Regions from separate parts of the Mus musculus genome. Here all the other regions are linked to region 2. A link is a contact called in public Hi-C data. All regions are on one chromosome and are shown on one strand. The core of a region is the stretch at or near the end of the contact, and the rest is flanking DNA. Distances in the headings are between cores, read along the strand shown. Region 1 has its middle 120 kb from the start of Gm27521. Region 2 has its middle 35 kb from the start of E130114P18Rik. Region 3 has its middle 78 kb from the start of 0610025J13Rik.

Region 1 (3,358 bases), core at 361-2,860, 580 kb before region 2:
ATAAAAGTCAGTGTTTACATAGAAGTCTACTTAATGATGGTCAGGAGTGGACAAAAGTTTGGGGAAGGATACAGGAAAGAAAAGTAGCACGATGTGCCATCTGTCTGAGCTACTTTTCTATGGAATGCACCTCCCCATACCTATGCACCCACTGCCTGTGGGAGCTGAGCCATTCATCATGACCATAAGCTTCTAGGACACCTTGGCCCGTCAGCTTCCTGGTCATGGCAATGTGTTTCACAATGTAGGTATTAAATAATTAATAACCAATAATCATATGGTAACATGTGCTGACAGGTATAGTAATAACCTAAGAAGAATTCACATATGAATGGTGGGTATTAGTTAAGAGAAAGCCACAATATTCTGCTGTCTGTATAATATGATCAGTGTGCACACAAATACTATAAAATGACCTGAAAAAGCCAAAGCCTTACTTTGAAAATAACAAGAGGCTGGGCATGGCTTTCTTCAGTACTGCTGTTTAGATAGAGCCATAGAAATCCATTCTAAAACAATACAATGTTAAACAATCTTGATTAAATAATGTGGCATAGTTACCCCCCTTATTATATATTCTTTATATTTGAAAACCAAGGAAAAATAAAGAAAGGAAGGAAGGAAGGAAGGAAGGAAGGAAGGAAGGAAGGAAGGAAAAGAAAGAAAGAAAGAAAGAAAGAAAGAAAGAAAGAAAGAAAGAAAGAAAATAAGGAAGGAAGGAAGGAAAAAGGAAGGAATGAAGGAAGAAAGGAAGAAAGAAAGAGAGAGAGAGAGAGAAAGAAAGAAAGAAAGAAAGAAAGAAAGAAAGAAAGAAAGAAAGAAAGAAAGAAAGAGAGAAAGAAAGAAAGAAAAATACATCTTCAGGTCCCCACTCTCACATTACTGTGAGCCCTAGCCACAGATAGCACACAAAGTAAAAATCCTCTGTTTTGGCTTCTTTTTTACTGCCTGAAGCTCTTGACACCTATCCATCACTGGCTCTGGCCACTCAGCTTTGATCCATGTGGTCATAAGCTTCTTGGATTCCTTGCTCCTTCAGTCTCATGGTCATACCATATTTTGCATAGGTGGGTATTCAATAATCATTTGGCTAACTGTATTGAAAGGAATGGAGTTTAATGAATAATATTTATATAATTTATATGGGAAAGGGATTTAAACAAAACAAAATAAGGGTATTACCCAGAATACCCAGTCACTTATGGTCTACAATGGTAGTAAGAAGGTAACATTGAAGTTCTTATCTGGGAAAAACTAATGGGCTAAGAAGAATAAAGACATATACATGATGTGCATGCATCATGTACACATAAATATATATGAATAAGATGGATTGCTTGATGAATACAGTTGCACTGAGTCAATTGTATAAGCGCTTTTGCATACGAAAAAAGTAAAATAGTAGGAACAGACTTTCAGTAAAACAAATATGTGTTAGTCCACAGCATATAATTGTTCCATCATGTAATCCAGGCATACTTAATCTGGTTCTTACAAAGTTCTCACATGCTCTCCAACAATAGGGTTTTTTTTTTTCTAGCACAATGAGAAACATGTGATGATCTCACTGTTTTCTGTCTATGATCTCCACATCTCCACCCTGAGCTCCATGCAGCCCAGGCTTTTTTCCTCAGCTGGCAGGCACAAACCCCAGATGCCAGGCTGTAGAGGATATGTATTTGCTGCATCTGGTTTCTTAGCAGATTCGACAAGCCTCTGTGCTGGCAGCTGAAGAAATGCCTTTGGGCTGATCACATGGTGAAAACTCCCAACTGGCTGGAACAATCAGCAACTGTGATTCAGCTGGACACTGGACGGTTGATTTTGCCCATCCTCTGATGTCTTGGATAAGTGATTAGTGGCTTTTGTCTTGAAAAGTATGCTCCCAAATGACAGTCCAGACCAAGAACTAGCCTGTACTCTCACCTCTTATAATCTTATAAGTTGTACACAACTGAATTTTGTTTCCTTCATCAATGAGAATTTTCCCAGAAACATGGACTACAGAATGTCTTTCACATAGGATGCCTGTCACAGCAGCACTTTACATTTGGAAGGAAAATTAAGTCAGTTAGTAAAGCTCCCTAAATTTTCTGATGAAAAAAAAAAAAAGCAGGCTTTGAAAAGGGAGAGGATTTTGATCAGATACATAGAAAGCAGAACAAAGCAAAGCCCACTGGCACGAATGCTGCAAATGAGCACATATAGAATGAAAGATGAAGAGCAGAAAAAAATTGCACCTGAGGATGAAAAACCACAGCCAAGTGGTTTTGTGTATTCTCTGTATCAGGAGAGGCACCCTGTGGACAAGAAGACAAGTAAAACAAATATCCTGTGCAAGTTACACTAATGGGGGCCACCTATTCTCAAGGCCTGAACTCTTACAATATAAAATTCTGTAATTCCACTCAGAATTTATTAATATGTGACAGTTTAAATAAGATAATCCATTCTGTATGCAACAAGATTATGGATTTTAGAAACAAATGTTGAGAGCTTGTCATATTAACACATACCGTGCTTTATAAGGAGTGGTTATCATAACTTAGAAGGTGAAATTGCCAATAAAGCAGGAGTGTAAGAGCAGGGTCACAGAGTGAGTTTTCTGACTGTGTTCCTGGTGGGAATCATGTAATCAGCCAGGGAGGATGTCCTGACACACATAAGTGCATCCACAGCTGCCACAATTGTACCAATTCCCTCAGCTGCAGTGAACAGCCATTTCCAGCAGGGGACATCCACAGCTCAGACAAGAGAATCTTGTCCAGCCCAGAAATGATGAATGGAGATGATCCAGCACTTAGATATGAGCCAAAAACCAGCCAGGACGACACTCATCCCATAGAAACCAAAGTTCTGGAAAGAAGACCTTCCAGAACTCTTGAACTGTGAGCAGCTACGAATGCCAGTAAATCTGAGTTTCTCTTACTTTATTTACAAGCTGAGGCTGGACAAAGACATTGAACCTTGCTAAAGGAGTGGGAATGGGGGTATGACACATTCTCTTGAGCCTGTGACAGATCAAGGTAACCAGGTGCCAGAGACTCACAGTTATGGCACAGCCATGCTGGCAAGACTGTGTGGCTTGGAATTTTCTTTGGCTGCTATCTGGATCCCAGGCTTTGTTTATTATCTGCTCAGGAGCCAGAAAGAAGATGGCTACACATTAGATTTGTCCTTATGACAGTAGTAGGCTACCACATATCTAATAACCATCTCTGGGGGGGGGTGTACATGTGGTTACATAACTAGATTTATATTTTACTCTGATATGTAGATTCAATTTACCCACCCTGTGAAGTAGGCAAGTTTATGGTATAATTCTCACACTTCAGTCATTTTTGCTAAATTCTTGTCA
Region 2 (3,249 bases), core at 30-2,529:
TCCATTTGTCCCACAACTAGAGAGGAACCTGGAAGTGATGGGGCTTTAAGTTAGCTCTGTGTCATTGGGATTGGTGACAGGTGAGAATAAAGGTCCAAAAGCCAGCTGCAAGCATCCACTGACTTGTAGACCATTGATGTCACTATAAAAGAAAACCCAGATACATTCTGGGAAAGATGCTCCGTCATACAAGGATATGATGTTGTATTATGATGTTGTATACACAAGGATAAAGTAGGGTTGTCCCAGCTCTTGTGGTGTACAGGGTCATGTCTGTAAGCATACCTGTGACTCTTTCTTCCTTAAATCATGAATGGATTTCTCCCCCAGCTTCAGTTCTGAGCTGTTGCCTCATCAAAAGGACTGTATCCTCCCTCCTTTTTAAACGGGGAAGTATAAAATAAATCAATGAAGTGCTATCTGAAGGTTAAAATGAAATAGAAAAGAAACCACAGTTTTGCCTTTATAATTTGATGTTTTGGGTAGAAGGAGAAACTGGATAAGAGAGACAAAGGGAAGGTTTTTTTAAAGCAAGATTCTGGCTCCTCTCATAAATAGCTTATTAACTCCCTACTGCTGCCTAAGAAGAAATTTGCCAGTTCAGTCAGATGGTTTGCTATATCTCAGTGTGTCAAAGGGACCCAATTCCTAGTCAGACAAATTTCATCAATGCCAGCCATTTAGCAAGAATCAGGAAAAGTGCTACCTAGATCTCTGGGGACTCCTGAAACTACAACCTGTTGGTAAGATTGTCTGACTTTTCTAATGGAAAAACTGCGATTCCTTCAACTGGAACACAAAGGGCAGAAGCATGCTTTAGAATGAGTTAGTATCCTTCCCCACATCAAATCACAAGGCATAAATTTTACTCCGTTTCACGGCTAAATCAGCAGGTGTCTCAGGAAACTAGACTGATCGTGGCATGACCCAGAGGGATCCTTCTTTTTAAGAGTTCAGCCCTGTGCAAAGGAGATCCAAGTCCTGGAAATGCCCCCTGGCTTCCTATGGAAGCTCAGCCTGAACATTCAGTCTCAGAAAGCTGGTTCCAGCCTCCTCATCCTGTCTGTGAGGTCCAGATCCTGGGCAGATGTCTCTCACCATATGCTGGAGGTGATTTAACAAGGCCAAGTGGGCAGCCTGGCCAGAGGCACTCTGGAGCTCTGGGTTACGCCTAGCAAAAGCGCACTGCTGCCGCCTGCCCGGCTGTCCCAGCCTGGCCGCTCCTTCCTGGAGAAGAGACAGCAGCCGCGATTACAGATGCCAAGCAGCGGAAGATATTTTTAAAGCTGCAGCATCTGGCTCCTTGGCAGCCTTTATCCGCTGGTGGGCTGGGTGTTTTGGAGTCGCCTCTGGGCACTTCGCATGGTTTGGCATCTGATTATTGTCTGGGCCGCCTTTTAGAGCTGAGCTGTGGTTGTGGGGTGGGGGATCCCTGACACCCACTGTTGGTGGTGACCTGGGTCTCCCCTCTCAGTGACATCAGTATGTTTCTGCATCTTTTGCGGTTTTTTTAAACTTCCTTTTTAAAAAGTGATAAAAGAAAGATCATTTCCCCTCTGCCAGAGTGGTTTTGAATGGATAGAGCCAGCAGCTCGCAGCTGCCCAACGGTGCCCACACTGGCCTCTTTCCTACTGACTCAAAACAGGCTTTCTTGGCATTCAAACTTCCCTCAGGCTTCACTGTTCCTCTAATGTCTCCCTGGAGAGGGAGGGGTCTACTTTTTCTTTCTTCCTTCCTTTTTCCTTTTAATCCTGTTTTTGCAAGAGATTCTGAGACTTCCTGCACATGTCTAAATACTCTCTCTCTCTCCCTCCCCCCCTCTCTCTCCCTCCCCCTCCTCTCTCTCCCTCCCCCCCTCTCTCTCTCTCTCACACACACACACATACACACCACCCACAAAGAAGGAAAGAGAAAGAAGGCAGACAGGAAGGAAGAGAGGGAGGGAGGGAAGGAAGGACAGAAGGAGGGAGAGAGAGAAAGGAAGGAAGGAAGGCAGAGAGGGAGGGAAGGAAGGAGGGAAGGAGGGAAGGAGGGAAGGAAGGAAGGAAGGAAGGAAGGGAGGAAGGAAGGAAGGAAGGAAGGAAGGAAGGAAGGAAGGAAGGAAGGAAGGAAGGGCGAGCAAGCGAGCAACACTGAATCATCTGGCAAGTTGTATTAACACATGAAACTCAAGAAGAATGAAGACTGAAGTGTGGACACTTTGCCCCTCCTTAGATTTGGGAACAAAACACCCATGGAAGGAGTTACAGAGACAAAGTTTGGAGCTGAGATAAAAGGATGGACCATGTAGAGACTGCCATATCCAGGGATCCACCCCATAATCAGCATCCAAACGCTGACACCATTGCATACACTAGCAAGATTTTATTGAAAGGACCCAGATGTAGCTGTCTCTTGTGAGACTATGCCGGGGCCTAGCAAACACAGAAGTGGATGCTCACAGTCAGCTAATGGATGGATCATAGGGCTCCCAATGGAGGAGCTAGAGAAAGTAGCCAAGGAGCTAAAGGGATCTGCAACCCTATAGGTGGAACAACATTATGAACTAACCAGTACCCCGGAGCTCTTGACTCTAGCTGCATATATATCAAAAGATGGCCTAGTCGGCCATCACTGGAAAGAGAGGCTCATTGGACTTGCAAACTTTATATGCCCCAGTACAGGGGAACACCAGGGCCAAAAAGGGGGAGTGGGTGGGCAGGGGAGTGGGGGTGGGTGGATATGGGGGACTTTTGGTATAGCATTGGAAATGTAAATGAGTTAAATACCTAATAAAAAATGGAAAAAAAAAGATTTTCTTTTCCTTACAAAGATACATTTTAGAGATAGCCAGCTCCCTAGCCTAGAAACTCAGGCTTGAGGATTTGGCCCTGTTTCAGCACAGCAGTTTGAAGATGACTTCCAGTGACTGTTTCAGACCTGGTGACAAGAAAATTATCTCTGTCAAGCCATGGGCTCCCTTGTTATTGGCCTGGGAAGGCAGCAGTCTGCCTCTCACCCATGGCTTGGCATGAGCACAGAGTGTGGTCTTTTCTCCAGCCAACAGGCTGGGCAGTAGCTACCCGAGAATGCCAATGGCCAGGGTGATGCCTGAGGCCCAGCTGGGTTGGCCAGAGCACAGTGTTTTTAGGAAACTGGCATCACTAGACATGGTTGTCTCCTTGCCTCACTGAACTACACATACAAATGGAGCTCATCATTATCCAGTCCATCTCTGGATCTAGACTAGTCCTGGACAGTCAAGGTTA
Region 3 (3,151 bases), core at 568-3,067, 620 kb after region 2:
CCAGGAGTCCTTTTAGAGGATAGGAAATGTTTGTTTGTTTGTTTGTTTGTTTGTTCATTTGTTTGATTGTTTATAGTTTTAATTCTGCCATGGCTTGCTCTCTCTCTCTCTCTCTCCTACTTCCCCATAGCTACAAAAAAGAATACAATTGACAATGAAATGTATAATTGCATAACCCTAAGCAAAAGTCCACAGTCTCCAAACAGCCATGCTAACCATGAGGTGTCTAGAATTTGGATTGGGCAAGGGTGTGTTTGAGCGGTGACCTTAGTTTTATTTGTGTGTCCACTAAAAGAGATTTTTATGTTGAAAAGAGATTGAGATTAGAGTCAGTGCCCTACCACCTAGACAGCTAAGGAGAGCGAAGAGAGTCAGTTTTGCCACCCATGCAGCCTTGGTCTTAGGCAGCCTTGAGGCCAAAGAATAAAAATTGTTGAGACCATTTTCATCTTTGCTAAACTCTCTTGAAATATATCAGAGAGATCCCAAATGCCCAGCCAAACCTCTTCAAGTTGTCTTTCACTCCACCTGAGTCCTATAGATCGCCCACATTGTGAATCCCTCCTACTGATTTCCCTCCTCCTCCTCCTCCTCTTCCTCCTCTCCCTCCTCCTCCTCTCCCTCCTCCTCCTCCTCATCTCCCTCCTCCTCTTTTTCCTCCTCCTCTTCTTCCTCCTCCTCTTCTTCCTCCTCCTCCTCTTCCTCCTCCTCCTCTCCCTCTTCCTCCTCATCTCCCTCCTCCTCCTCTTCTTCCTCCTCCTCTTCTTCCTCCTCTTCCTCCTCCTCCTCATCTCCCTCCTCCTCCTCTCCCTCCTCCTCTTCCTCCTCCTCTCCCTCCTCCTCTTCCTCCTCCTCTCCCTCCTCCTCTTCCTCCTCCTCTCCCTCCTCTTCCTCCTCCTCTCCCTCCTCCTCCTCCTCCTCTTCCTCCTCCTCCTCCTTCTCTTCCTCCTCCTCCTCCTCTTCCTCCTCTCCCTCCTCCTCCTCTGCTGTCTGTGGTCTCCCAAACCCTTCATACATAAGCACAACTTTTCATCCCAGCTGCTGCCACTCCCTCCTGACTTTATTCCTCCTGTGGCTGGTAGCTCTCTCTTGCCTCCTGAAGTAAATTTCTTTCACCTTTCTGGCCCCTGTTCCAATCACCACCACTGTATTTTTATATTTGTGGCAGAAATTTAATAGGTGGGATGCAGGGGAATGCTTTGCAGAGGCCAGAATGCCCCAGAGAAAGATTTGTTTCCTTGTGGTCTAAGCAGCAAGTATTTCTAGGCCTGCTGGCTAGGTTTCCTTCCGATAGCTCCCACATTGTAGGCCATCACTCACTCTAAAAAGCATAAAACCCGCATCATCAAAGTTTTGTGGAACTCCATCTTCTCTAACTTACTCAAGTCTTTCCAACTTGTCTGCAGCAAACTAACTATCCCTGCGTCCTGCAAGGTGGCCAGCTACAAGAACTCCATTTATTTTTTTAATGCCATCTTGCCCTTGGTAGTTCCCATAGGGCAAGGGACCTGGTCTGGAAAATGGAATGGATTCACATGTTATTATACTTTGAACATGCATAAATTTCCTAAAGCATTTTTAGTCCTGGAACCATGAGGCAAGTCATGAAACCTATAGCACACACAATTGCGTCCCACCCTGACTCCAGCCGCCATGCAAGGCGGTCACCAGAAAGCCCTCCTTGCAGAACGTTTGCTAAGAATATTGGGGAGAAAAGAGGCCATCATTTTCCCTTTACTTGGACCAGACTCAACTCAGAGCCCATTCTGGCATCCGAAGAGTTAATCTGCTGCCACCTAGTGGCTCTCAGCCAATATGCAGTACAGGTTGACTAGATTGGAGGGGGTGCTTGGATGCAGGGCGGGTCTCTTCCATCTCAGAGGATACTGATGATGGAAGCTTTTTTGAAAATCAATCTGTCTCTGTCTCTTTTTCTCTCTCAATTTCTCTCTCTTTCTCTAGTTTCTGTCTCTGTGTCTCTCTGTCTCCCTCCCCCCCCAAACCCCCCCCCCCCGCCATTCCACCCCTGTCCCTCCCCCCTCTCTGTCTTCCCACCCACCCTCCCCGCCCCCCTTCTCAGAAGCAAATAGAGCCTGTTTCCTGCCGACCTGAAGCGCAGTGATGCAGGCTGGGATCTCTTGCAAGTTTTCCGCTGTGGGGTGCCGCAACAGCTGTGACCCTTTCTTGATTTTGATGTAGACTTCAAGGGCGCCGTCCCCAGCAGGGGAACATTTTTACCTCAGGAGCCTATTCACTTTGGTAGCCTTGGCAGGGAACGTTCCAGAAGCTTTGATTACACAAATACCTCTGCTAGGTACAGGCTCGGTCTTGGCAACCTGGGGAGAGAGAATGTGCACGTAGGCTGATTAAACCAAACGACCTGTTTCCTTTGCTGGGACTGGGGGCTGGGGGTCTTCAGCTTGGAAATGATGTTTTTCCTTAGCTGCGTTGCCTGGAGACTTGGAGGGTTTAATTAGGGCTGGGGAGGTTTTTTTGGCTTCTACAGCTGCCTTCTCTCCCCCAGGGTTGCAGAATGAGAAAGTGTGTGTGTGTGTGTGTGTGTGTGTGTGTGTGTGTGTGTGTGTGTGTGTGTGTGTGGTGAGAGGGGAGGGAGAGAGAGAGACAGAAGGGGGGAGGGGGCAAAGTGTCCGGGAAGTGAAGAGAATCTGGTACTGAAACACATATGTTTCCTTTGGGTTCTGTTGGTTCCACTTAGTAACGTAACCTTCCAAACCACAGTGAGACTTGGTGGATTCTGTGTCACACCCTGGAATCGGGACAACTCACTGGAAGTTGTAACTTTCTTCCTTCCATCTAGGACTGTACTTTGGAAACTTGTCTAAACATTCCCAAGCAAGTACAGGAAGGACTGCCCGGGCCAGTGTCTCCCTGACTGTGAGTTCCAAGGAAGAAGCAGAGAAGCCTAGGTTAGGGGGAAGCAGCCAATTACATAAAACCATAGTTGTAATCCTTGATATCAGTATGCTGTATACTGGCTTGAGGCACTCTCAGCAGAGTTTTCTTGCTTGCTTTCCTGTACCATGTATATGGGTACAGTACTTATTTTTCAATAGTGCTCCAGTTATAAAAGGATGAAATACATAAGTATAACCTCTCACGGCCAAAGCCAGACCTTTTAGCAGTGGTCACG

The links. Hi-C and Micro-C count contacts between places; a contact is called where the count stands out from the background.
Region 1: a contact with region 2 is called in a Hi-C map of muscle stem cells, with 5 times the contacts expected there. The contact joins two enhancer-like sites. A contact is called at or near these places in 6 of 484 Hi-C or Micro-C datasets (cerebellum, forebrain, muscle stem cells and 2 more) and 2 of 115 datasets of contacts at active chromatin or transcription factors (neural progenitor cells and stem cell-derived neural progenitor cells).
Region 3: a contact with region 2 is called in a Hi-C map of cerebral cortex, with 1.7 times the contacts expected there. The contact joins two enhancer-like sites. A contact is called at or near these places in 2 of 484 Hi-C or Micro-C datasets (bone marrow-derived macrophages and cerebral cortex) and 1 of 9 other capture datasets (embryonic tail).

Annotation. Positions count from the first base shown.
Region 1 is chr4:97,035,116-97,038,473 of GRCm38.p6, forward strand. No RefSeq gene overlaps it. Among named protein-coding and RNA genes, the nearest start is that of Gm27521, 120 kb to the left of the region's middle. Within about 2 kb of position 1,611, at least 11 of the 459 cell types and tissues checked have an H3K27ac peak or open chromatin away from gene starts, as enhancers often do. A contact at or near this core is called in muscle stem cells, neural progenitor cells and stem cell-derived neural progenitor cells, where this site is marked.
Region 2 is chr4:97,617,567-97,620,815 of GRCm38.p6, forward strand. It overlaps a transcript of Nfia not described here. Among named protein-coding and RNA genes, the nearest start is that of E130114P18Rik, 35 kb to the left of the region's middle. Within about 2 kb of position 1,280, at least 90 of the 459 cell types and tissues checked have an H3K27ac peak or open chromatin away from gene starts, as enhancers often do. A contact at or near this core is called in cerebral cortex, muscle stem cells, neural progenitor cells and 1 more, where this site is marked.
Region 3 is chr4:98,241,909-98,245,059 of GRCm38.p6, forward strand. It overlaps the pseudogene Gm12691. Among named protein-coding and RNA genes, the nearest start is that of 0610025J13Rik, 78 kb to the right of the region's middle. Within about 2 kb of position 1,818, at least 84 of the 459 cell types and tissues checked have an H3K27ac peak or open chromatin away from gene starts, as enhancers often do. A contact at or near this core is called in cerebral cortex, where this site is marked.